7 separate regions of the Mus musculus genome follow, and regions 2, 3, 4, 5, 6 and 7 are each linked to region 1. A link is a contact called in public HiChIP or PLAC-seq and promoter capture Hi-C data. All regions are on one chromosome and are shown on one strand. Each heading gives the region's core, a stretch centred on a gene start, on an enhancer-like site or on the middle of the called end of the contact. The rest is flanking DNA. Distances are from core to core; before and after follow the strand shown. Region 1 holds the start of Prrc2a (proline-rich coiled-coil 2A). Region 2 holds the start of Psmb8 (proteasome (prosome, macropain) subunit, beta type 8 (large multifunctional peptidase 7)). Region 3 holds the start of H2-Eb2 (histocompatibility 2, class II antigen E beta2). Region 4 holds the start of Gnl1 (guanine nucleotide binding protein-like 1). Region 5 holds the start of Ppp1r10 (protein phosphatase 1, regulatory subunit 10). Region 6 holds the start of Dhx16 (DEAH (Asp-Glu-Ala-His) box polypeptide 16). Region 7 holds the start of Nrm (nurim (nuclear envelope membrane protein)).

Evidence for each region. Promoter capture Hi-C pulls out the DNA fragments that hold promoters and counts their contacts. HiChIP or PLAC-seq counts read pairs in DNA pulled down with a chosen protein or histone mark.
Region 2: a contact with region 1 is called in an H3K4me3 HiChIP or PLAC-seq map of the SCID.adh cell line, with 8 times the contacts expected there. The contact joins the promoter of Psmb8 here to the promoter of Prrc2a in region 1. A contact is called at or near these places in 2 of 39 promoter capture datasets (hippocampal neurons and stem cell-derived epiblast-like cells), 1 of 115 datasets of contacts at active chromatin or transcription factors (the SCID.adh cell line) and 1 of 9 other capture datasets (adipose tissue).
Region 3: a contact with region 1 is called in a promoter capture Hi-C map of pre-B cells, with 4 times the contacts expected there. The contact joins the promoter of H2-Eb2 here to the promoter of Prrc2a in region 1. A contact is called at or near these places in 3 of 39 promoter capture datasets (cranial neural crest, liver and pre-B cells).
Region 4: a contact with region 1 is called in a promoter capture Hi-C map of hippocampal neurons, with 3 times the contacts expected there. The contact joins the promoter of Gnl1 here to the promoter of Prrc2a in region 1. A contact is called at or near these places in 1 of 39 promoter capture datasets (hippocampal neurons) and 1 of 115 datasets of contacts at active chromatin or transcription factors (pancreatic cancer cells).
Region 5: a contact with region 1 is called in a promoter capture Hi-C map of second pharyngeal arch cranial neural crest. The contact joins the promoter of Ppp1r10 here to the promoter of Prrc2a in region 1. A contact is called at or near these places in 9 of 39 promoter capture datasets (the 3T3-L1 cell line, the HPC-7 cell line, cranial neural crest and 6 more) and 2 of 115 datasets of contacts at active chromatin or transcription factors (memory CD8 T cells and pancreatic cancer cells).
Region 6: a promoter capture Hi-C map of hippocampal neurons shows a contact between it and region 1, with 4 times the contacts expected there. The contact joins the promoter of Dhx16 here to the promoter of Prrc2a in region 1. A contact is called at or near these places in 8 of 39 promoter capture datasets (the C10 cell line, cranial neural crest, embryonic stem cells and 4 more), 2 of 484 Hi-C or Micro-C datasets (cerebellum and ventral hippocampal neurons) and 1 of 115 datasets of contacts at active chromatin or transcription factors (astrocytes).
Region 7: a contact with region 1 is called in a promoter capture Hi-C map of the HPC-7 cell line, with 3 times the contacts expected there. The contact joins the promoter of Nrm here to the promoter of Prrc2a in region 1. A contact is called at or near these places in 16 of 39 promoter capture datasets (the 3T3-L1 cell line, the HPC-7 cell line, cranial neural crest and 9 more), 1 of 484 Hi-C or Micro-C datasets (embryonic stem cells) and 2 of 115 datasets of contacts at active chromatin or transcription factors (astrocytes and memory CD8 T cells).

What each region holds. Positions count from the first base shown.
Region 1 is chr17:35,163,247-35,166,607 of GRCm38.p6, forward strand. Prrc2a (proline-rich coiled-coil 2A) reads right to left here and starts at 1,631. Exons shown (of 31, transcript NM_020027.3): 1 at 1,489-1,631.
Region 2 is chr17:34,196,692-34,200,052 of GRCm38.p6, forward strand. Psmb8 (proteasome (prosome, macropain) subunit, beta type 8 (large multifunctional peptidase 7)) reads left to right here and starts at 1,504. Exons shown (of 6, transcript NM_010724.2): 1 at 1,504-1,854; 2 at 2,542-2,689; 3 at 2,880-2,991. The coding sequence starts at 1,708. Tap1 (transporter 1, ATP-binding cassette, sub-family B (MDR/TAP)) reads left to right here. Exons shown (of 11, transcript NM_013683.2): 11 at 1-534. The coding sequence ends at 83.
Region 3 is chr17:34,323,871-34,327,231 of GRCm38.p6, forward strand. It overlaps H2-Eb2 (histocompatibility 2, class II antigen E beta2), which reads left to right and starts at 1,805. Exons shown (of 5, transcript NM_001033978.3): 1 at 1,805-1,921. The coding sequence starts at 1,822.
Region 4 is chr17:35,978,369-35,981,729 of GRCm38.p6, forward strand. It overlaps Gnl1 (guanine nucleotide binding protein-like 1), which reads left to right and starts at 1,587. Exons shown (of 12, transcript NM_008136.2): 1 at 1,587-1,879; 2 at 2,249-2,414; 3 at 2,694-2,830; 4 at 2,939-3,090; 5 at 3,190-3,261. The coding sequence starts at 1,807. It overlaps Prr3 (proline-rich polypeptide 3), which reads right to left and starts at 927. Exons shown (of 4, transcript NM_145487.4): 1 at 759-927; 2 at 13-75. The coding sequence starts at 870.
Region 5 is chr17:35,915,558-35,918,918 of GRCm38.p6, forward strand. It overlaps Ppp1r10 (protein phosphatase 1, regulatory subunit 10), which reads left to right and starts at 1,639. Exons shown (of 19, transcript NM_001163818.1): 1 at 1,639-2,159. Mrps18b (mitochondrial ribosomal protein S18B) reads right to left here and starts at 883. Exons shown (of 7, transcript NM_025878.2): 1 at 735-883. The coding sequence starts at 806. It overlaps Mir1894 (microRNA 1894), which reads left to right and starts at 2,332; the gene lies at 2,332-2,412.
Region 6 is chr17:35,878,030-35,881,390 of GRCm38.p6, forward strand. Dhx16 (DEAH (Asp-Glu-Ala-His) box polypeptide 16) reads left to right here and starts at 1,749. Exons shown (of 20, transcript NM_026987.2): 1 at 1,749-2,089; 2 at 3,249-3,361. The coding sequence starts at 1,883.
Region 7 is chr17:35,859,493-35,862,853 of GRCm38.p6, forward strand. It overlaps Nrm (nurim (nuclear envelope membrane protein)), which reads left to right and starts at 1,826. Exons shown (of 4, transcript NM_134122.2): 1 at 1,826-2,025. The coding sequence starts at 1,893. Mdc1 (mediator of DNA damage checkpoint 1) reads left to right here. Exons shown (of 16, transcript NM_001010833.2): 16 at 1-178.

The DNA.
Region 1 (3,361 bases), core at 381-2,880:
CCTAGTATCTTACCCATCTATCCTTTGTGCCATTTAGAAATGGCAACTAATCTTACACTCCTCCAAAATAATTTCAGAGACATACGATTAAATTGAACAACCAAGTCAAAGCCCCAGAGAAAACCAGAATGAGGTACACAACTCTATCGAGCAAGTACAAGAACTTCAGATTGTCAACCTATTAGACACCAGCTCCCTAATCACGCCCCAGGGCCCTGTGTCCCAGGTTTCATTCCCAGCAGCCTTAAGTCCCATCTGGGAGGTTTGAAGGAAGGTATGCTGGGAGCTTAAGGATTTTTATGAGCTTGCTCTCAGACCAGGAGCTGGTGCCAGACTAAGCCTTACTAAACAACAGGGGCTCCACAGAACCCCTGGATGCAAAATATTCCATCTATTCCTTACATAGCCCCCACACAGGCTCTTGGAAACAATTCTGCTGGCAGAAAAAAACAAAAAAACAAAAAACTAGTGGACCCCATGTAAAACTGAGGAAAACCACAGCATGACGGAGCTACCTCGACAACACCCTGTAACCATGGGCCAGGCAGCAGAGGCCAAACCCAGAACCAACTACCATTTTTATCCTCATCCAGTCTCTTCATAAGCAGTCATTTGTTCCCCTAACAGCCCTTACTCCTCAGGCAGGAAAAACTCTACATCTGAATCCATCCTCGAGTGACCGGGCATTCATTTGTGGGTGGGAACAGTGTGAAAAAGAGATGGAAGATAGCAAGAAAGCATGCAGGCCTAGGATGAAAGCCAAAATCGGGGAGAGAACTAACTTTACCACAAGCCAGAGAAAAGAAGACAGGGGTTGCTCTCTAGGCACTTAAGGAAGGCAATCTGAAATCTACCATGAAAGGGGGAGAAAGCAGAAAAACCGTAGAGCAGACAGATTTCAACTGCTAAAGAGAGAATCAAGCAGAAAGCAGGGAGGGAAGCAGGAACGGCTGAGGAAGGCTGACAAGGGGCAGTGTCAGGGGAGCTCAGAAGAAAAGAGGGAAGAGGAGGAGATAGGGCCATGGGGGGAAAAGGGAACGCAGAGGCTTGGGGGACGCAGAAAGGCGAAGATGCTGGCCGAAAGCGGGGCTCCAGAACCAGAGTGACTCGACGCAAAGACCAAGAAAGACCGGGAGCCATAGCGCCGGGTGGCAGCAAGGGCTCCAGAAACACCAAGAGCCCCTCAAAGGGTAGGTCTACAGGCGGCGGAGGGGCCCCGGGCCGGCCGAGGGGCCGAGGGCGCGACGCGAGCAGGAACCGCGGCCTGGAGCGCGGTCGTGCCCTGAGGAGCAGGCTGCTGGGCCGCGGCCGCCCCCAGCCCTCCACAGCGGCCTGGGAGCGGCCGGCGCAGGCCGAGGGGGAGGGGCAGGCCGGCGGCAGGAGGACAAGATGGCGGCGGCTGATGGCAGCTTCTCCCCCGGCCCGCCGCCGCCGCTGCCGCCGCCCCGCGCCGGAAAGGGCGTCAGCGCCCAGCTCGCCCAGACTCACCTAGCCGGGTGCGTGGGGGTCCGGGACCCGGGCTCAAAGGCTTCCCGGGGCGGATGGCGGCGGGGCGGGGGCGGATGGCGGCGGATGGCGCCGCGCTCGGCTCCTCCCGTCTCCCTCGCTCACTCCGCGGCTGGGCTCCGACTAACGGCCCATCCGGGCAACCGCCGCCCCCGGGAACACCCCCCACCTCCCGCCTCCCTCCGCGGCTGGGCACGCCCCCTTATTTGCATAGGGGGCGGAGCCCTTACTCTCCGACCCCTCCGCTCTTCAGGGCTGTCCCTACTTTAAAAAAATAAAGGCAGTGTGTGGAGGATATTTGCATAAAGGGGAGGGACTTACAGACGCTAGGACGCCGGTTGGCTAGGGAGACGTCTTGGCGTCGGCAGTTGAGACGCGTAGACCGGGCGGAATGCGAGGCCGTTGGGGCGCAGAATTTACACGACGGATGGTGGGAGAAAAAGGATGCGCATGCGTAGTTGGTCCGCGGACGGCTGGGAGCCGAGAGACACGCAGGGAAGGGATGCTAGGCCCCGGTCACTCTCAGCGGAGAAGACGGAAAGAACTGCGACGAATGGAAGGGATTAGTTAGTCGAGGGCGGAGTTACATAGACCCTGGAAGAATTTCAGGTCTGGTGTCCATTCGTGAGAGGTAAACGCGTCAGGGAGGCGGGGCTTTCCAGTTATCAAATCACGTCATGCAAATGAAGTGGATAGGCAAGCCAATCAAAGGGTCCAGAGGAGTGTATCATTGACTTTCTTCGAGTAGGCGTTCTTCGAATGGTTCTGGGTATTTGCATAATATATGCAAACAATTTGAACAAAGGCAAGGAATGACCTACTCTTCCAAATTTTAGCAGCGACTAACTACGGCGGATATTTGACATTTAATTTTTATGCTCAATAGTTTTAAAAACTGTTTTTATAATTAATGTTCCTTCAACAATGAGTTTCAGCTTTAAAGGTCGTACTACTTCCCCTCTTTGTTTCTTAGTACTTGACTGTAGAAATCTTTGCCTCTCACCACACTTACACTTACTCAACATTTTCCTGTGAATTTTTATGTATATTGGTGGGTGCTCACTGGCCTTTACAAACCAGAGGTTGACGTCCAGAGGGCTCGCGCAAACACTTTATTTTTTGAGACATTCTTTTCATCTTTCAGTGAATCTTGATACTTGGATGGCTGAGCTCAGATTCCATATGGACTGGCCAAAGAGCTTGAGATCTTTCTATCTCTGCATCCCGGTGCTGAAGTTACAGACAGGAGTGATCTGCCCAGCCTGGACATGAGTACAGGAGGTCCAAACTTAGGTCCTCATGCTTGTTAGCAAGCATTTCATCCGCTGAGCCATTTTCCTAACTCTAGAAACATTTATTTGTTTTTATTTTATTTGTATGCATATCTACATATATGCATATGTACCAAGTGGGTTCCTGGTGCCACCTGGGTTCTTGGTTCCTGTACCAAGAGGAGTTCAGATCTCTTTGAACTGGAATTACTGGTGATTGTGAGTTCCCAGATGTAGGTGTTGGGGATCGAATCCAGGTCCTCTGAAAGAACAGCAAGTGCTGAGCCATCTCTCCAGTGGTCATCAGTAACAGTTTGAAGTACCAGAGACATGCATGGGATATTGTAGAGGCAGAGGAATAACCTGACTGTCCTGGTGGGAGCAGGTTAAAAGATATATGGGGAGAGAGAGTAGGGGGGGAGGGAGAAAGAAGCACTTGGCGTCCGCCGTAGTTCCAGTGCTGTAGAGGCGAGAGACGGATGGATCCCCTAGGACTCACTGGCCTGCCGCCACACTCTCATAGGTAGGTCAAGGCCATGAGAGAAGAGAGAACTCATCTCAAAACCACACACACAAAACCAAGG
Region 2 (3,361 bases), core at 254-2,753, 970 kb before region 1:
AGCAGGGCACCCACCTGCAGCTCATGAAGAGAGGAGGGTGCTACCGGGCCATGGTAGAGGCTCTTGCGGCTCCTGCAGACTGACAAGGCCTCTGGACTGCACACTGCGTGCTGTCCCCCTCCTGTCCTCTACTCTGTGTGACAGAGAACCTGGGAGCAAAGATATTACCACACCCACGGAGACAGTTGAGGAGCGGAGGTGCTTGTTACATGAGAAAATGTAAACTCTAGGAGATACCCGGAATTTACCACGAATGTGTTTCCCCGACCCGCTCCCTATTAGACGGGGTTTCAGGTACCTCACACCAACACTGAGCTGCTAAATCTCCGGTCTCCACCCTCCCGGTGCTGAGCTTGTATCACAGCATGCACACACAAACCTGGTTTATGTGGCGTTGTGATAGAATGAGAAGAAACGCCCAAAGTGTACAGAGAGAAAGGACAAGCAGCTTGCAATTAACCAAAGGCATAGGCTGGCATTTGGGTGTTCTATGGGTGTTTGATATTTGTAATAAAACTGGTGTTTTGTACTGTGGCTTCTCCCGTTTCTTAGCTCCCGCAAAGTCCTAGCTGAGTTAGTCAGCCCCCCCCCCCCCCCCAGGACAGTGTCCCGTTCTTCTTCAGAATTCTGTTTTACTTCTGGGTCCATCAGCTTTTATTTCCTGGGGCTCTCATTTCTCTTTACTGCTCACCCACGGACTCCTAGTGCTGAGCTGGACCGGGCGGCAGCCCCTCCCTCTCCGCACCCCAAGGCAGCAGCAACTGCATCTTGGAGTCCTTCTCTTCCTCGCTGAGGCTGGAGGAAGCGCGGTAGCGCCGCGGGTGGGGACCCCAGAAAATCAGACTGGATAACCTCGCCCGCCCGTTCAGATTCTTTCATCTTCTCCTCAGCGGCACACGCCGGGATAATCTCAATGAAATGGATAGGATTAGCCAGTAAATCTCTTCCATTCAGGGAGGGCCCGGTGTGTGACGTCAGCAGTTCCTGGGCAGATAATGTCCATAAAGGTTGCAAAGAAGAGGTGGGGTTGAGGATTCAAGGAAGGAGCGCGCAGCCCTGACTTGCGCGACGTGAGCAGCCCCGGGCAAGGGCGCGTCCTCGTGGGTGGCTCAGGGTAGTGAGACTGTTGAACCAAGAGGGGCCCTAGGAGGGACACATGAAAAGGCCCGACTGAGTCCTCTCCTTGGTTCGTCTTTCTCCGTTTTTTCCTGGTTGTCCCAGGACCTAAAGACCCCTGTGCATCCATTTATCGCATTTTCCAGTTTCTATAAAATGATGCTCATTTATTTGAGTGCTGCCCCCATCCCCAGGACGCACGCCTAGGTGGATCTGCTCAATACTCCTCTCAGGTTCCAACGTTCTAGACAACCTCTTTAGGAGATAGGACCCTATTCAGTCCTCCGCTGTTCCCAGAAGATGCCCCCCCCCGTCCCCCGCCTGTGGGTCTTCACGCACCCCACTGCTAGGCGGCCTCCGAAGGCGCACCTCTTCTTCCACCCCACAGCCCATTCTCTAGCTGGTTTCACTGATGTGGCAGCAGGAAAACTCGTCCCCAACACATTGTTTTAGTTCAGACACCCATTAACTGGGCTCTACTCGGAAAGGGCAGGGGATGGGGGTGGGGGACTGGTTCCCTCCCCTTGGTACTGTGGCTTTCGCTTTCACTTCCTTGTCGCAGAGTCGACGGATCTTCGGGGCCAAGTGGTCATGGCGTTACTGGATCTGTGCGGTGCCGCTCGGGGGCAGCGGCCCGAGTGGGCTGCCCTGGATGCGGGAAGCGGGGGTCGCTCGGACCCGGGACACTACAGTTTCTCCGCGCAAGCTCCGGAGCTCGCACTTCCCCGGGGAATGCAGGTGAGGACTGTAGGGCGTTCTGGAGAGATGCAGGAGGTGGGTGGTGGTGGGTGGCACAGAGGAAGGAGTGTCTGCCTGGGTCTGAGGAGGTGAGGACGCCAGGAGGGGCCGTCCAGGAGAGCAGCATCGAGGCTAGCCCTGAAGAACCAACGTGGAGATTAAGGCATGGGAAGGCGGGAGAAAGGGGTGGGGGAGGGACAGAAGGAGAGAGAGTCACGCACGGAGTTGAGACAGCGAGACTGAGAAGATGGTTGGTGCCAATCCCAAGACACAGTGCACAGACCACCATGCCTTCCACAGACTCACTGCTAACTACTACAGGGGCTGTACAGTTGTCTTGGAAGACCTATGAACTTTGGTGGCCTTACTTGGTCTCAGCAACCCACCCTGTGTGTCCTACGACACATTAGATGGCCTAGGTCTCAAGCCCCTCTACTGTAAAATGAGAGCAAGTTATTAAAATGTGCTTTCGAGAACCAAAGGAGCCACGGATTAGGAAACACCTTGAAGTCGCCTACCATGACCTTTGTTCCCACGTGCTGGAAAGCAGAAAGCTGGTGGGCTTAAATCCTGCTTTTCTTTCTTCGGAGCTACTGACATCTAGAGTCTGCAGACCCCTCCTCACTCTGCCACCCTGCCAGGAGCCTCCTAGCACTGAGGTGCCCCTCTGCCTCTTGCATCTCTTAGCCCACCGCATTCCTGAGGTCCTTTGGTGGTGACCAGGAAAGGAATGTTCAAATTGAGATGGCCCACGGCACAACCACACTCGCCTTCAAGTTCCAGCATGGCGTCATCGTGGCTGTGGACTCCAGGGCCACTGCAGGGAGTTACATTAGTGAGTATGTGTGCTCCATGTGTGCTCCAATGGTCCGACTCGTGGAGCTGTTCCCTCAGTAGAGCAGAAGGCCTGGGCCGAAGTTCAGACAGAGCTGGCATTATAGCACACTGAGGGTGGGGGTGGGATGGGGGGTGAGGGGTGGGTGGGGAGCTGTGGGCTCATTTCTTTGATCTCAAAACTCTTCCAGGCTCCTTAAGGATGAACAAAGTGATCGAGATTAACCCTTACCTGCTTGGCACCATGTCTGGTTGTGCAGCCGACTGCCAGTACTGGGAGAGGCTGTTGGCCAAGGAGTGCAGGTAGGCCGGTTTTATCATCTCATTTGTTCAGCCCCTCCCCCGTCCCCACCATGTCCCAGGTCACTTACACCCCCATCGGGTGATCCATTTTAGCAACCATAAGGGATATATATATATATATATATATATATATATATATATATATATATATATATCTCCTTCATGTGATTAAAAATCTCCCAAATCCTAGCCTGGGTCCCTGCTTATAAACCAGATAATCTGGCAGTCACTTAACCTGCAGGGTGGTATCATTTACTAGGCTTTTAAAATGCGGATCAGAGATTTTAAATTCCCAAACTCTCCTTTACTCTTATGTCCCGTCCCACAAGTCCATACCTTCCAAACACTCATCTCTACAATCCCTGCTCCC
Region 3 (3,361 bases), core at 555-3,054, 840 kb before region 1:
CAGTAGAGAAACGACAGCTGCTGTAGGAGATGGTGCTGGTCAAACTGGATGCCTGCATGCAGAAGAATGCAAGTAGATACTTATCACCCTGCAGAAAGAAAACTCAACTCCAAACACATCAAGGAACTCAGGACATGACAAGATACCCTGAGCCTGACAGAAGAGACAGTGGAACACAGGGTTGAACTCATTGCCACAGGAAAGAGATTCTGAACAAGACACTGAAAGCCCAAGCAATAAGACCAAGAATCAGTAAATGGGACCATGAAAATGAACATTTTTCGGGCAAGTGATAATGCTCATTTACTGCTCTTGCGAAGGTCTTGAGTTCAAATCCCAGCAATCACATGATGGATCACAACCATCTGTAATGAGATCTGACACCCTCTTCTGGTGTGTCTAAAGACAGCTATAGTGTACTTACATATAATAATAAATAGATCTTTAAAAAAAGAAAATGAAAATATTCTATACTGCAAAGGACACTACCATATGGGGAAAGTGGCAGCCTAGAGAATTGGAAAATATTTTTACAAATTATATGTATGATAGAGGGTATCTAATATATATGAAGAGCTAAAAAGGTAAAGCCAAAACATCAGGAAAATAAGAAAACAAAATAGATCTCAGCAGAGTGTTTTCAAAGGTGAAATATATCAGAGAAACAGTTTAAAATGTTCAACATTCATTTTTATTTTTATTTTATTTTATTCTTATTTTCATTTAATAGGGGGTTGTATATGTGTAATACTTGTTTTCTGTTCTGATTTATTTGGTACACAGAGATGGGAGGAGAGAGGGAGAGAGAGAGAGAAAGAGAGAGAAAGAGAGAGAGAGAGAGAGAAAGAGAGAGAAAGAGAGAGAGAGAGAGAGAGAGAGAGAGAGAGAGAGAGAGAGAGAGAGAGAGAGAGAGAGAGAGAGATATCATAAAGTTGGGTGATGAGGAATGGCGGGAGGAACTGAGGGAAAACATAATCAAAGTGTATTCTATGAAGTTTTCTTTTTAACAAAAGTTTTAAGAGATAGCACCAGGAATAGCTCTGAGTACAGATTTGGGCACCTAAAAACTCACTCAATGAATTGTAGTGACATTTATTGCAGGGTGGCAAATCCTACTTCAAGAACTACCAAGATAGATAAAGAGGGACCATCAGAACAGTGGATTAATCTTGGAGTTCCTATTCTGAACTGTCACTCAAAGCACATTCTTGATCTAGGTCGTCACCGTTACTTAACATAATGTGTAATCATCATGCAGCACACGGTTCACATTTCACAAATACTATGATTGTATTTTATACTGTAATTCACACTTTATGTTCAGTGATTGTCTTCGTTCTAACCTTATATGCACACATTAGCAAAGAGTTCTTATGACCTTTCTTAGGATAAAGCAGAAGGCAAGTAAATGTTAGAGGATTTCCCTCAGCAGATGGGGAAGTCATAGGAGGAACCCCAACTGGGACTGGACTCTCACAGGTTCAGTTAGCCTGAGGCAGACTGATGGTGTCAAGGCTGCCATCAATCAGAGTTGGTGGCTCAGTACAGCGTCCATGCAACTGCTGCAGAGCCACACTGATCAAAGCTTCTAGGCTCTGAGCTGAAGCAGTCTGTCTGCTTAACAAAGGAAACTGGAAATTTCAGAAAGACCTTCACTCTGCGCCTCTGACCAGCAACTGATGCTGCTGGTGCTCTTGGCTGCTGATTGGTTCTTCAGCACTGAAGGTGCCCAACCCAGCACCAGTGGGTGGAGTCTCTCACCCTTGCCAGTCAGCCAGGTTGGCCTGCCTCTCTAGCAACCAACCTCTCCTCTCCTCAAGCATGGTGTCTCTGTGGCTCCCCAGAGGCCTCTGTGTGGCAGCTGTGATCCTGAGTCTGATGATGCTGACCCCTCCGGTGATTTTAGTCAGGGACCCACGACGTAAGTGCACCACCTCTCATGTTCTGAGTTGCTAGGGGTTGGGAACAAAGGGGCTAGCTTCATTTTGTCTACAATTGGTTTTAAAAAAACTTCTCAGTTTTTCTTTGATCACCTCTCTTAATCATACGAATCTCATATTATTTCCATATAAAAGTGTCTTAGATGTTCTTTTGAGACCCATGAATGGAATTGACACATGGGTCATATTCCTTCCCTCCTCATGTGTCCGGTCAACACTGACATCACATTTCCTACATGAAAACGACAGGGCACTTAAATAAGGACCTGTATAGCACCTGTCTGAAATGTTAAGTTGGAAAATTTCCCTGAAGATTTCATGAGCAATTAAGGGGAGTTGGGGGGCCCTGTCCTAAAGACTGTGCTGTGCCCTTACTGGGATCTGTGGCCTGATCTCGTCTCCCTGAATCCCAGAGTTTTTGAAACCTCCATCCCCGTGCTGGGATGCTGTCAGGGGAAGTAGTCAGGGTTCTCTCTCTGCTGTTGATGGCACCCTAGAGCGGACCCTGGGACTTAATATTTGAATCTGCCTCCTAGACAAGGAATACAGATAATATACTCTTGGTACCTGAAACTTAACAGTTCTTCTGAAACAGTGCACTGTGTCTCAAGCATCAACTGCATTTCTGCCTGAGGGTGAAGGAGAGGATCCACCTGGTTTCAGATGTGAAGTTCTATTTTCATATAGAAAATATGTCAGAATCAACAGTTACATGTGGTTCAAACTGAGTACCCAGAGCCTGGGGGTTGGGGCCAGACAGCGTGAAGGCTGCTAATGTCTCCTGGGGTTAGAAGACAGTCAGGAAATAAAGTGTCTGGTGTTGTGCGACTTCCCCAAGCTTTGAAGGTTCCATTGCTCACCTTCTCGTCTCAATTATCTGTGTGGGCTTGTTGGTCCTCACTACATCTCTCTGCCCTTTCCATGCACTGTGTAAAGGTCATCCTTGTCTAATTCAAGTGCTGATATTTTGCCCTCATATCTTGTTTCAATCCAGACATGGCCATGTAATGGTCATACCAAGAACCTCCTCTCTCATGTTTGTGTAAATAATTCTTATCGTTTCTTTTATGCCTTGTCAATAAATACTGATCATGCAATGGCTGGGCAGAAGAGAGAATAGGGTGGGACATCTGCCAATCAGAGGAAGGATTTGGAGCCATGAGGAAGAGATTTGGAGAAAGACCATGGAAACACCCCTGAAGCCAAATGAGCCATATCAATAATAATATGCATGAGACATGGCATGTTGGCCAGATTAGCATAGAAGGTGAAGGCAGATCATTTAACTGCTCAGCTATTGAGGTGCAGTTGTAAATGAGTCTTAGTTTCTCTGTGAAGTTTTTGGTGATTACCATAATGTAAAGAAATACAACTGCTGGACTCATACACTGCCAATATTTATATTAACAATAGTTAACTTG
Region 4 (3,361 bases), core at 337-2,836, 820 kb after region 1:
ATTTCTCCTCACCTGACTTGGGATCACCAGGCTTCCCGTTAGCCATGGGGGGAGGGCCCAGAAGGCTGGGTGGTCCTAAGAGCAGACGTGAGAAAACAGCCATCAGAACGGTGCAAAGGACTGATCACCTCGTCCTTACGTGGTCTTATAACACTCAGTTTTTAACCAGGTAAGTCATATATCCACTCAGCAGTGCCGCAAACTCTCACCCCGTCCATCTGCCCGTCCCTCTGCAGAGTTGTTTGAGAGTCCATCAGAGGGTAACAGAGGTCTCTAACAGCTCTTTCCTCACAGTGCTGCATCCACAACATGCCAGTGATTCCACGTACCCCAATCCCTCACCTTAACTGTTGGCCCATCATAGTTTTTTTCTCCTCTCCTTCCCTCGGGGGAGTAGTTCACAGAAGGTTGACCTAACCAGTGGAAGTGTGGTCACAAATTGTCTTCCCGATCATCACAATCTGTAACATCGCTGCCACCCCTCTCCCCCCGCCATTCTGCGGTTGCGCAAGCCAGATGTTTAGCCGAGCCGCCACCTCCCCTGCCTTCTCCAGAAAGGATTAGGAGCCAGATTGAGGTTGAGGGTTCAAGCAAGCGAAGCCCTCAATCCAGGTTCCACCAGCATCCCTCCCCCACCACGTCCCACCCCACCTCCACGCGTGCGCCCTTCCTCCTTCCGTTGGCACCTCCTCCCCCGCATTTCATTCTATCCTAGCCCCCTGGCCGGCTGACAGGCGTGTGCACGCCCTGCCCCTCACCCATGGGGCGCTCATCCTCCTCATCTCCAGGCTCGTCCCGCTCAGACAGTGCGAGATGTTGCTGCTGCTGCGGCAGCGGCGGCGGCTGGTCCTGCTTCTTTCGTTTCGGCATAGCGGCTGCGGCAATGGCTGCAGCAAGATTTGGAGGGCAGTGAGGAAGGGGCACACTAGCTTTCCTTCCGCTTCCGGGTGGGCGATGGGCCGGGTGACCGAGGCGCCCACCATGCCACTTCCGGGAGGTCGTGGATGTGCCGCGGCCGTTCGCTCCTACAAGGTGCCTCGCTCACCCCGCCGCGCGCGTGGGGAAGCTTTGCTCCCCCTTGTGCAGTTCCTCTCCACGTGGGAAAGCACCACCCCATTCCAGTGAGACACCGGACAGGCTTCGGGACTCTGGCGGCACGCGAGAGGCCTGTCGCATCCTAAGGTCGCCACATCCGGGCCCCAGTTACCATGGCAACAACTACAGCCACAACTCCGTGCTCTCTGACCTCTCTCCAAAAGTCCTTGTCCCGCTCGCTTTTCCTCCTCACCCGCGCTCGCACGTGTGGCCAGTGAACCTGCCTCTTCCGCAATCTCCTTACCGAGTCCTGTTGCCGCAGGCCAGTCCACGGGGCAGCCAGTCCACCGGGCAGCCAGCGCAGTCCCGGCTCTCCCGCCAGGGGCCATCCTCTCCAGGCGGCCGCGCGGTGGGGCGTGTCCTCGCCCCGTCGCCCGGCCCCCGCCAGGTGAGTGGCAGCTCCCGGGAGCGCCGGGCGGCGGTGACACGCGTCCCCCCTCCCGCGACTGCCACTTGGTAGCGCCCGTGACGGAGTCGGCTCGGGCCTCCCACGCGCGTCTCCCGCTCGCCGCACCGTGCATCCCGGACCCGCGGACTCTCACGTGCCGCCGCTTGCATCCCCGCCGCCCCGCTCCCCGCTCCCCGCCGCTCGCTGCTGACGTCACCGCGGCCCCGCCTCCCCAGGGCCCCGGGCCGCCGGCGGGGGCTGCCCCGGGGAGTCAGTTGCGGCGGCGGGGAGCTCGGCGGAGGGCGGGCCGGGGCTCCGGGGCCATGCCGAGGAAGAAGCCCTTCAGCGTGAAGCAGAAGAAGAAGCAGCTGCAGGACAAGCGGGAGCGGAAGCGAGGTCAGGGAGGGGGCGGGGCCGCTGCGCAGCTCTGGAGGAGGGCTGTGCCGCGGCACCGCGGGCGGGGGGTGGGTGGGTGGGCTCTCGCGATCCCGCGTGGGCTGCCACGGTGGGGGTTTCCCGCAGCGGCGGGACGGGGAGGGGTGGAGGGTGGGGGATGGGAAACTCTGCTTCTGCTTCTGCTGCTGCTGCCACAGGGCGCTGTGACGACCTCCAGGCCCATCCGGGACGGGGTTGGGGCGCGCGGTTGGGAAGATGGAGCCTCTGGAGAAGTTGGGTCGGCTGAAGAAGAGCTTGTCCTACCGGCTCGGGGGGCTTTAGGTCCCCTAAGAACCGGTCTACACCGGCGTCACCGGCCCCTCCCCTCAGGGCTCCAAGATGGGCTGCGCTCCAGTTCCAACAGCCGCAGCGGTAGCCGGGAGCGGCGGGAGGAGCAGACGGACACGTCGGATGGGGAATCCGTGACCCATCATATCCGCAGGCTCAACCAGCAACCTTCCCAGGGCCTGGGGCCCAGAGGCTACGACCCCAACCGGTAAGCCAAGGAGAAGGGCGCTGGCCGCAGTTTCCCCGCCCTCACCCTTAGGAAAAGCTTCCGATGAAGGATTGAAAGTGGAACTAGTGAGGCTGGAAGCCAAGGAAGGTGGTTCTCCCTGGATGGGCCACAATCTTTCTTGCCTTCCAATGGGGACTGTCAAGAGTTTGTTTAGAGGAGACTTGAACAACCAGGAGAGGAACCTTTGCAGTTTTGTGGTCAGAAGAGGAGATTGTTTGTCACAGGACTCCACTAGATGTGTGGTCCCTTTCCCCTTAGATACCGGCTGCATTTTGAACGGGACAGCCGGGAGGAGGTGGAGAGGAGAAAGAGAGCGGCCAGAGAGCAAGTGTTGCAGCCGGTCAGTGCTGAAGTGTTAGAGTTGGATATCCGGGAAGTGTATCAGCCTGGCTCAGGTGAGTGGGGGCTACTTGTGTATGCCATCAGCCTGGGGAACTTGCTGGCCAGAGAAGGGGTCCAGAAAAAGTCCTCATGCTTATCCGGTCTCTTTCCTTGTTTCCCAGTCCTGGACTTTCCCCGGCGGCCTCCTTGGAGTTATGAGATGTCCAAGGAACAGCTAATGAGCCAGGAGGAGCGGAGCTTCCAGGAATACCTTGGGAAGATACACGGGGCATACACTTCAGAGAAACTCAGCTACTTTGAGCACAATCTGGAGGTGATGGTGGCGTGTTTACTGAGTCGACATACTGTGATCTTAGTGTCCTGGTTCAGGCAGCAGCCAAACTGAAGACAGTCTCTCTTCTGATCTTTTCAGACATGGAGGCAGCTGTGGCGGGTGTTAGAGATGTCTGACATCGTCCTGCTCATTACTGACATCCGACATCCGGTGAGGACTTTGAAAGGTTTGCAAGGGGGAAAGGGGATGATTCTAGTATGAGAGTGTTCTGAGGCAGGAATTGGAAGGCAGAGAGATCTTTGTTTGTTTG
Region 5 (3,361 bases), core at 389-2,888, 750 kb after region 1:
CAACATTCCACAGAGCAAAACAAATTTGCGTCCTAACGCTAGCTTTAAAGCCACCAAGCCTGTTATTACTTCGGTGGTAACCTCTGTCACTACTCTGTAGTCCCATTTTAGGGAGTGGCGTCGAGACAAGCCTTCCTATTCCTCCCTGCCCTGCGGAGAACCTCCAGGGTGGTGAGTACCTGAGGCTAAAGGGCAATCTCAATCCAGAGAGCAGAATGATCTCAAGCATGCTCTGATGGGGAAATGACGTGTGACGAGGTGGAGTAGGACTAGTGTACTTGCTTTTAATTCCATAATCTGGGAGGGAGAGGTAGAAAGCTCAGAAAGTACCTATGAGACCAACCTGGGCTGTCTCCCGAACACCGGGGAAAATCCTTAAAATAGGGTCCTTTGCTAAAAAAAAAACAACAACAACAAAAAAAAACCAAACACGTCCTGGGTGCCACTTCAGGCACCAACGACCTGGTTACAAACTGCCCATTTCCACAGGGGCAACCCCACCATTTAGTTCTTTTGCCTAATGGTAGTCGGGAGACGACGATGATAACCCGTAACCCTGGCTCTGACCCGAACGCTCGGTAGTTAGAAATCGCGCGCCGTAGGGGACGGAGGCTGGTGCAGGGCTGACACGTAGACATGTGGGAAAACCCATGCCCCTTGACTCCTCCTAATGGAAGGAAGATCGAAAGTATAGACACCACGGGGAGGTAGAGAAAACCCCTCCAACGTTTTACCTGAGCTACATAGGAACTTCGTAAGAGTGTAGGAACCAGCTTTAGAAGCGTGTGCCGCAAGGGGGCAGCCATCTTGACGCACACCGGACGTACGGCCTGCCGGAAGAGCGACTGCGCATGCTCGGGACACGCACTAGGGTGGGCCAAGGACACGCCCCGCAATGCGGAAGGCGGCTGCTCACATGTCTAAGGGCGGAAGCGTCAAGGGGCGGGGTCCACAGACGCGAATTTAAACTGCGTCACAATCGAACCAGCCTTCAAAATTGCATTTCTCCCGGACCAGTCACGATGAATCCTAGATTCCATGGTTAGTGTCTAACATGAAAGCAGATTTGATTGCGATTTTAACCAGGGTGCTCCCAGTGCGCATGCGTCGGGCCGTTTCGGCCAACCGAGGGCGACCCCGGGTCGCCGGAGCGGAAGTGGTGGAGGCAGAGGAAAGGGAGGTGCCGGACGCGGCGATCACGCGCTGGCGTAGAGGTGATAGCAAGGAGACGGAAGAGGGGAACCGAGGGAAGGGGGCTTCGGGAAGGTGGAGGAGGGACGTCCAATCCGCGGGCGACCCGGCTCGCACGCTGGCCAATCAGAGTTCGCCTCGCGCACAATGTGTCCCGGCGAGGGCGGTTCTCCATCACGTTAGGGTGCGTTGGGCGGTGGCCGGGTATAAAAGACTCCGCCCGAGCGGGCGGCCGCCATTCTGGGGTTCGTTTAGAGGTAAGTTTGGGTGCTCCGTCGCTTTGGAGGGTAACGTTTTGCCGAGAGCGGGCCGGGGGAACGGGGTGGTTTCGGATTTAATGGGCAGCCACGTTTTTCCCTAATGCGGCTGCGTCCTGCGACAACTTTGAAACGTTTAAAGGCGACCCGTACTGATTACACCTTCCTCCTTTTGTGTTCCTTTTACCCCAGGTTGAATTTTCTCGGAGAAAGACAGGCCGGCCATCAGGAAAACAAACAAGCCTCAGCAACATCTAAACCCTTGAAAGGATCCTGAGAGGGGGGAAAGGGAAATCAGCCACCAGCCCAACCACTCGTGTCTTCTGCCCCTCCCCACCTATCTTGCCCACCCCACCAGCCCACGCTGCTTGGGACTTGAGATCTGTGGCCGAAGGACCGTCACCACATAACTTCAAAAATAATCAACCACCTTCCCTGCCCAAACCTACCCAATCTCACTCATCCAGCATTTCCGTTTTGGAATCCACTCAGACTTTTTTTTTCAACGACCCCCTCTCCCTAAATGGAGTTGGGCGGGGGGGAAATGAAAACTGAGTTGGTCTTTACTTTTTTTAAAAGAGACTTTTTGATCCAATGAGGCCCCACAAGTAACTGAGTTTGGGTCCTGGTTGGTTGCTTTATTTTTTTTCCTCCAAAATTTTACCCCTCCCCCCTGAGCCCGAGGTGCTGACGTCGCAAAAAAATTGGATAGTAAGTGTCGAATTTTCAAAAACCAGCCTTGAACAAGAAATCAACGTTTCCCGTTGTGAAACCAAAAATAATGAGAGGAAGAAATGAGACCATAGAACAAATGTAGAGTACTGGAGAGAAGGACCAATCGGGTCTCTTAAATCTCCATTAAAGGTCCTGTGGGTCTAAACAGTCTTTGTTCTCTCTCCCCTACCACCTGCCTCTTCCCTGCTGTGGAGCAGGCAAGGGAGAGGGTGAAGGGAGGGCCAGCCAGTGAGGATTTTGACGGTTAACCCTTGATAATCCAGCAGATTTCCAGACTGCCAGAGCATAAGCCTTTGCGATAATAAGGAGGAATGGTTACCTTCCTCTGGTTAGCAGTCTTCAAAAGGGTTAATGAGCTCACATACAAAAGATGGTGGATCTTGTGGCCCAGAAGTCCCACTTCTTTGTGTGTGAGACAAGCAGAACGCCTTTCAATTTGCCAGATTAATAAGCAATCTGTACATAAAGATTGCAGGGTAAGGAGATGGGCAGAGAAATATTAGCTGGCTATGTCTTTAAAGTGACTGTTAAATCCTCTCTATTTTAATGTAATTTGCTTGGGATATATTGTGTGGTTAAAATAGGTGGCAATCTAGGAATAAAGATTGCAAGACACTTAAATTTAGGGCAAAAATCATAGTAACAAGTACATACAATAACATTTGGGGAGGTAAAGAATGTCTTGTGATTGTTTCAGCTTGCATAGGTTATTTAAAGGCAAAAGTGATTAACATTTTAACTTGATACTTTTTTAGTGGGTGGTGGATACAGCTAAGAGGGTGGAAAGGTTGGGAAATGTGGAACTCAGGAGTATAATTTTAAAAGCCATTAGTGCATTTGAATGCTATCTTTCTAGAAGATTGTGTCGTTAAAAGATTTTTTTTTTCCTCCCTGCTTCAAATATGGCGACTTTTCCTTGCTTGTCCTTTTGTCTTGCAAGCGGCGTTGCAGGTTGTGTCTTGACCCATTTTTCTCCTGTCCTCCCCCCTCGGTCCTATTTGTTGAGGGGTCCAAGTCCTACCACTTGGCTTTTGTAGGGAGGATTGGGATGGTCGGCGGTAGTAAGTTGAATTTTAGTTGCAAATTCAGATTCTTATCCCGCAGAAAATTGTATATTAATTGATTTTATTTTCAGTAATAGGCTCTTAAACTGATTTAAGATAGGTCAAGTTGAGGGT
Region 6 (3,361 bases), core at 499-2,998, 710 kb after region 1:
TTACTGATGGCTGTGAGTCACCATGTGATTGCTGGGATTTGAACTCAGGACCTTCGGAAGAATAGTTGGTTGAGCCATCTCTCCAGTTTGCCTCTCATTATTTTTGATTGTACATAAATTACACATTTCAGTCAAGTGTGATAGTACATGTCTATAATCCCCACACTTGGGAAGTAGGAACAACAGGATCAAGAGTCTAAGGTTGCTGGGCGGTGGTGTCGCTCACCTTTAATCCCAGCGCTTGGGAGGCAGAGGCAGAAGGATTTCTGAATTCGAGGCCAGCCTGGTCTACAGAGTGAGTTCCAGGACAGCCAGGGCTATACAGAGAGACCCTGTCTCAAAAAAACAAAACAAAAAACAAACAAACAAAAAGAGTTCAAGGTTGCGGGGGTGGGGGGTGGGGGGTAGGGAGGATACTGGGGTGGGGAGGTGCCCTCTCAGAGGAGAAGGGGAATAGGGGGAGAAACTCTTTCAGGGGGGACCAGGAGGGGGCAGCTTTGAGGATGTAAGTAATTAAGTGCGTAAGTAAATAAATAAATAAATAAGAGTTCAAAGTTATCTTTAGCTATGTAGTACATACAAGGCCAGCTAATTGTACATGAGTCCCGTGTTTTTTTGTTTTTTGTTTTTGTTTTTTAAATGGTGAACTGGAGAGCTGGCTTCTCAATTAAGAACACTTAGGTTTAACTCCCAGCACTCACGTGATGTCTCAAAAACACCCCTAACTACATTTTCAGGAGATCCAATGCCCTCCTCCAGATTCTGAGTGGTATACATACTTGCAAGTAAAATGCCTACACACACACACACACACACACACACACACACACACACACACCCAATAGAGGGGCTGGAGAGATGATTCAGTGGTTAAGAGCACTTGCTGCTCTCAGAAGACTGGTGTTTGGTTCCCAGCACCTATATCAGGCAGGTCCCAACCACCAGTAACTCCAAGTTCAGAGAGACACAATATCTCTGACCTAAAAGGGCACACACACACACACACACACACACACCACACACACACACACACATACTGTGCAGATAAATTCATGCAGGCAAACCCACATGCACATTAAATAAATAAATATTAAAATCTTATGATACCCAAACTCCCACCTAAATGTATTTATTATGTACCTTTAGTTTTTGTTGTTTTAATTTTTAATATTTTAAGTTAGGCCGGGCGTGGTGGTGCACGCCTTTAATCCCAGCACTCGGGAGGCAGAGGCAGGCAGATTTCCGAGTTCGAGGCCAGCCTGGTCTACAAAGTGAGTTCCAAGACAGAGAAACCCTGTCTCGAAAAACCAAAAAAAAAAAATTTATTTTTAAAAAAATTAGGTGTATGTGTGTTTGTGTATGAGCACGTGCACACAAGTGCAGGTGTCAGAAGAGACCAGAGGTGGTAGATCCTCCTGGATCTGGAGATATACGTGGTTGTTGGTGAGGGATGTGGGTGCACCGAATCGAACTCGACTTCGCTGAGCCGTCTCTCCAGCCCTTTGTTATATATCTTGTTTTCCTAACCCTGATTTGTACGTCTTTTATTTATCCCAGCTGTGGGAACTAGTTAGTCATCACTGACAGCTTGTATTGATAGAGAACTGCACCCGCGCACAGATCATTAGGGGGCGACGGAGAGCTTGGACGAGGCTGTGCATGAAAGCCTCTTGCACTTAGCGTCGGGAAAGAGGCTGCGCGATTTGAACCCGCCCAGCCACCGTCGATCCCTGGCCGGAAGAGCGCGACTCTTTCCGGGTTTCGCGGTCTGTGGAATTGGAGTCTCTACGGCAGCCGGAGCGAGGCGGTAGTACCGCAGGCTCTGTCCCCGCCGCAGTCCTGGCCGTTCCGCGGTTGCGCGCCCGGAGCAGGACGCGTCGCCATGGCGACGCCGGCGGGGCTGGAGCGGTGGGTGCAGGAGGAGCTGCACTCGGTGCTGGGGCTGAGCGAGCGGCACGTCGCGCAGTTCCTGATCGGCACCGCACAGCGCTGCGCCTCCGCCGAGGAGTTCGTGCAGCGCCTGCGGGACACCGACACCCTGGACCTCGGGGGGCCGGCGCGGGACTTCGCCCTGAAGCTCTGGAGCAAGGTGTGTGCCGCCGGGGCAGGCCACTCACAGCCGAATTGGCTCGTACGCAGTGTGGCTGTCTATTCTGTGATAGCCTGCAACTTTCAATATAGTACACAGGCTGGCTTAGAACTTGCAGCGAGCCTCCCTGGTAGTGGGGTGACAGAGAGACCTTTCATTCTTGGTTCCGCCCACCATTTAATTTTTTTCCTCTGTTATCTAGATATCATGCTAGGTGTTGGGTGTATACAGGTCTGTGGAGAAGACTCGAGATGGGGCTCTACATACATGTTTAAGCTAGAGCCATTGTTAGTTACAGCACATACCCCAGGCCTAAGGATGTAGCTCAGTTGGTAGAATGTTTGTCTAGCATACAGTAAGCCTTGGATTCAATCCCCAGCCCTGGGAAAGAGTCACTGAGAACAGAGCTAGGAGAATTAGCATTTAGGAAATAGGATCGAGGCTGGGGAGGGATGGCTTAGCAGTTAAGACCCCTTGTGCATCTGGAAGACTTGAGTTCAGTTCTCAGCAACCAGGCCTAGTGGCACACAACCATCTGTAATTCCAGCTCCAAGGAGATCGGAGGGCTTCTGGCCTTTGCCAGGTACCCCATACACATAAATAAATGAAAAATAAATCATGAAAAGAAAATGGGTTTTAGAACATAAACTACTTAAGCTCAGAACCAATACTTTAAAAAAAAAATTCTATCGTGGGGCAAGAAGAGATGGCTCAGGGATTAAGACCACTTGCTGTTCCTCTAGAGGAACCAGGTTCAATTTCTAGAACCCACGTGGCAACTCACAACTGTAACTCCAGTTCTATGAGATTCAGCACCCTCACACACAGCTCACGTTGCAGGCAGAACACCAGTGCACATAAAAATAAAAGTAAGTCATTAAAGTTAGGAAGAAGTTTTAGTTCGTGCATATGCCCGTGTGAGGCTGTGAGCGTACAACCTGTGAGAGCTGGTTCTTTGCCTCCACCACGGGATGGCTTTCAGTAATCATTTGCTCAGTGGATTCCTAGAAGGACGTTCAGAAGCTGCGGAGCCCTGTTGAGCTATGACCGTAGAACAAGACCACGAAGAAGAGAAAGATGGAGACAGGCTTTAGATATAGTAACCGGTTCGTAGGCAAATGAGGGTACTGAGGTCAGGAGCTGTCATATCTACCGGCAGGTGCCACGGAAGGCTGTGGTGGAAAAGCCAGCTCGGGCAGCTGAGCGAGAGGCCCGAGCCCTGCTAGAGAAAAACCGTTCTTATAAGTTGTTGGAAGACAGCGAGAGCGGCGA
Region 7 (3,361 bases), core at 576-3,075, 700 kb after region 1:
CATGAGTACACAGAAGCTGTTCAAGGGGTCTAGTGTTCCCCTGTGGGGAGTTGAAAGACTTGGAATCAGAAAGAGGAAGTGATTGTACATAATGCAGAATATTAAGTACTAATGTATAAAAGGGTTGGGTTTTTTTTGCTTTATGAATTTCACTTCAATAAAAAAGTTGCTTACTTTATATTTTCCTGCAGTGAATTATGTATAAGCTTAGAGAACTATTGGTGGTTGGCACAAATGAGGCCCAACTCATGACAGGCAATTGCTTTACAACTCATTCACACCCCAGTTATATGCTTGATCTTTAAGGTTTTTCTTTTTTGGTGGTGCCGGGGGTTGAATCTAAGGCTTCCTGAAATGCTGCTCAAAAGCTTCACCGCTAAGCAGTAGTCCTAGACCATTGTTCATTTGATGCCTGTGGAGGCCAGAAGTCAGCCTTGGATGTCTTTCCTCGGGCCACTTTGTTTTTCTTTGAGATAGGGAATCTCACTGGGACATGGGGCACCCTTAGGCTGGGCTGGATGGACAGTGAGCCTTAGGCATTTGCCTCCCTAGAGCTTGCATTATGATTTAAGGAGGAAACAGGTTAAAGAGAAACCACACATAGTCAACTGCTTGTTTCCCACCTATAAGCTCTTCTGGGACCACTTCACAGTGTCTAGAAGATCAGTGGAGCCAGGATGTGATGCTAGGCCATAATCCCAGCACTTGGAGGCAGAGGCAAGAGGATCTGCTCAAGATGATTCTCAGCTACATAACAGCAAGTTCGAAGCCATCTTGCGCTACATGAAGATTCTGCCATTAAGGCGTGTACCACCACCTGGCTAGATTCTGCCATTAAAAATATATATACATTTTTTTTTTTTTGAGCAGTCCAAGTGGGGGCTGGAGAGAGCTCAGTGGTTGAGGGTACTGGGCTCTTCCAGAGGACCTGGGTTCAAATACCAGCACCCACATGGCAGCTCACCACTGTTACTCCAAGATCTGACACTCACATAGTTGCAAGCAAAACATCAATACACATAAAGGCAAAATAAATGTAAGTACAGAACTTCTTCAAAAACATTCACAGATGGAGCCCACTCAATACATTTCCCAAGCAGAGATCAGGGTGGGGAGGAAAAGTGCTATACAATGCATTAGAACTTGGTCCAGACGTCTTGGGAGCAACCAGCCTCCCTGCCCTTGCTCTATCTGTAATCTGAGAGAATCAGCTCTTGTCTTCTGAGGACCCTGTACTTGGATAGCTATGGTGATTGAGCCTTTCATTACTCGGTCTTTGGTTTTAGAGACAGGGTTTCTCTGTGTAGCCTTTGGCTATCCTAGAACTGACTATATAGGCCAGGCTGGCCTGGAACTTGGAGATCCATATGCCACCATCTCCCGACCTTGTCTCTCTCTCTCTCTTTTTTTTTTTAATGGCTTTTTCGGAACCGGTCTCCATATGCAGTCCAAGCTAACTTCAAATTCTCCTGCCTCACCCTTCCGAGTACTGGAATTACAGGCACGAGCCACCACACCCAGCTCTAAAACGGTCACTATACAAAAATCTATGTTGGGCGGGGTGGCGCCGTTTGTAACCCCAGCACATCAGGGATTGAGGCTGGAGAATAAGGAGTGATTATCTTTAAAAACAAGATGTTCTTTATGTTTCCACGCAAGGGAGGCTCTGTCTTCACTTTCCTCGAGAACACTGACAGCGCTGAGATTCGACCCACAAGGGTAGCCGCAGACCAGCTGCCCTGACGACGCCTGGGATTCCAACTCCGCGCTGTGACGCGCCGCTCGCGGTCCCCGCCTTGCCGCCAGCACCCCCAAGGAGGCGGGACCTGGGCAGGGCCAGCAGTCGCGGGAACCCTGAGCCCGCCTTCTCCTCAGGCTCCGCGCTGCTCGCCATGGCACCGGCGCTGCTGCTGGTTCCTGCGGCCCTCGCCTCCTTCATCCTGGCCTTTGGCACCGGAGTGGAATTCGTGCGTTTCACCTCCCTGAGGCCGCTGCTTGGAGGGATCCCGGAGTCTGGCGGTCCCGGTGAGCCGCAGGGATCCAGGGCGAGCTGAAGCGGAGAGGAGGAGCCGAAGCAGCGTGGCGAGGGCGGGGCATGGAAACAAATGACAGGGAAACCGCCAAAGCTGGGAGGCGCTGCTGGGAAGGGAGCGGAGGCTAAATCAGAAACTCCAAGATTAGTCTTGTGCAGAAAGCTGCGAGTGAAGACTGACAGAGTACGGCCCGGGGTGGGGGTGGGGTTTTGTGAGGAGAGCCAGGGGAAGGAGAAAGATAAAAAAGGGGAAACGCTGCTAGAAAACCCCAGACAGCGAGATGTGGTAGCTCACACCTTTAACCCTATTATTGGAGGGGGCAGAGGCAAACGGATCTCTTGATTGAAGGTCTATCATTACTGATTTCAAGGCCTGATCTATTGAGTGAGGACTATGTATGTAGAGATACCCTGTCTTGGAAAAGCAAACAAGAAAACCACACCAAAGACCACTTCCCTAGTCTCCTTGCTTGCTTGTGTGTGTGTGTGTGTGTGTGTGAATGAATATAATTGTGGAATGTGTGCTTGTGCTCCTGTGTGTGCAGTGCAAACGGCTGCTGAAGGACAACCTTGAGTTGTTTGTTTGTTTGTTTTTGGGTTTTTTTTTTCAGGGTATTTCTATGTATCCCCAGCTGGCTTGGAATTCAGAGGCCTATGTATTCTTTTTTTTTTTTTTTTTTTAAGATTTATTTATTTATTTTGGTGTTTTGAGACAGGGTTTCTCTGTATAGCTCTGGCTGTCCTGGAACTCACTCTGTAGACCAGGCTGGCCTCAAACTCAGAAATCCGCCTGCCTCTGCCTCCCGAGTACTGGGATTAAAGGTGTGGGCCACCATGCCTTTCTTTCTTTCTTTCTTTCTTTCTTTCTTTCTTTCTTTCTTTCTTAAGATTTATTTATTTTATGTATATGAGTAAACCTTAGCTGTCTTCAGACACACCAGAAGAGGGCATAAGATCCTATTACAGATGGTTGTAAGCCACCATGTGGTAGCTAGGAATTGAACTCAGGACCTCTGGAAGAGCAGCCAGAGCAGCCAGTGCTTATTGAGGGGGGAGGGGGGAGACAGGGTTTCTCTGCATAGCCCTGGCTGTCCTGGAACTCACTGTAGACCAGGCTGGCCTCGAATTTAAAAATCCACCTGCCTCTGCCTCCTAGCCAATGCACTCTCTCTCTTTCTCTCTCTCTCTCTCTCTCTCTTTTTTTTTTTTTTTGGTTTTCCAAGACATGGTTTCTCTGTGTAGCCCTGGCTGTCCTGGAACTCACTCTGTAGACCAGGCTGGCCTCCAACTCAGAAATCCACCTGCCTCTGCCTCCCAAGTCCTGGGATT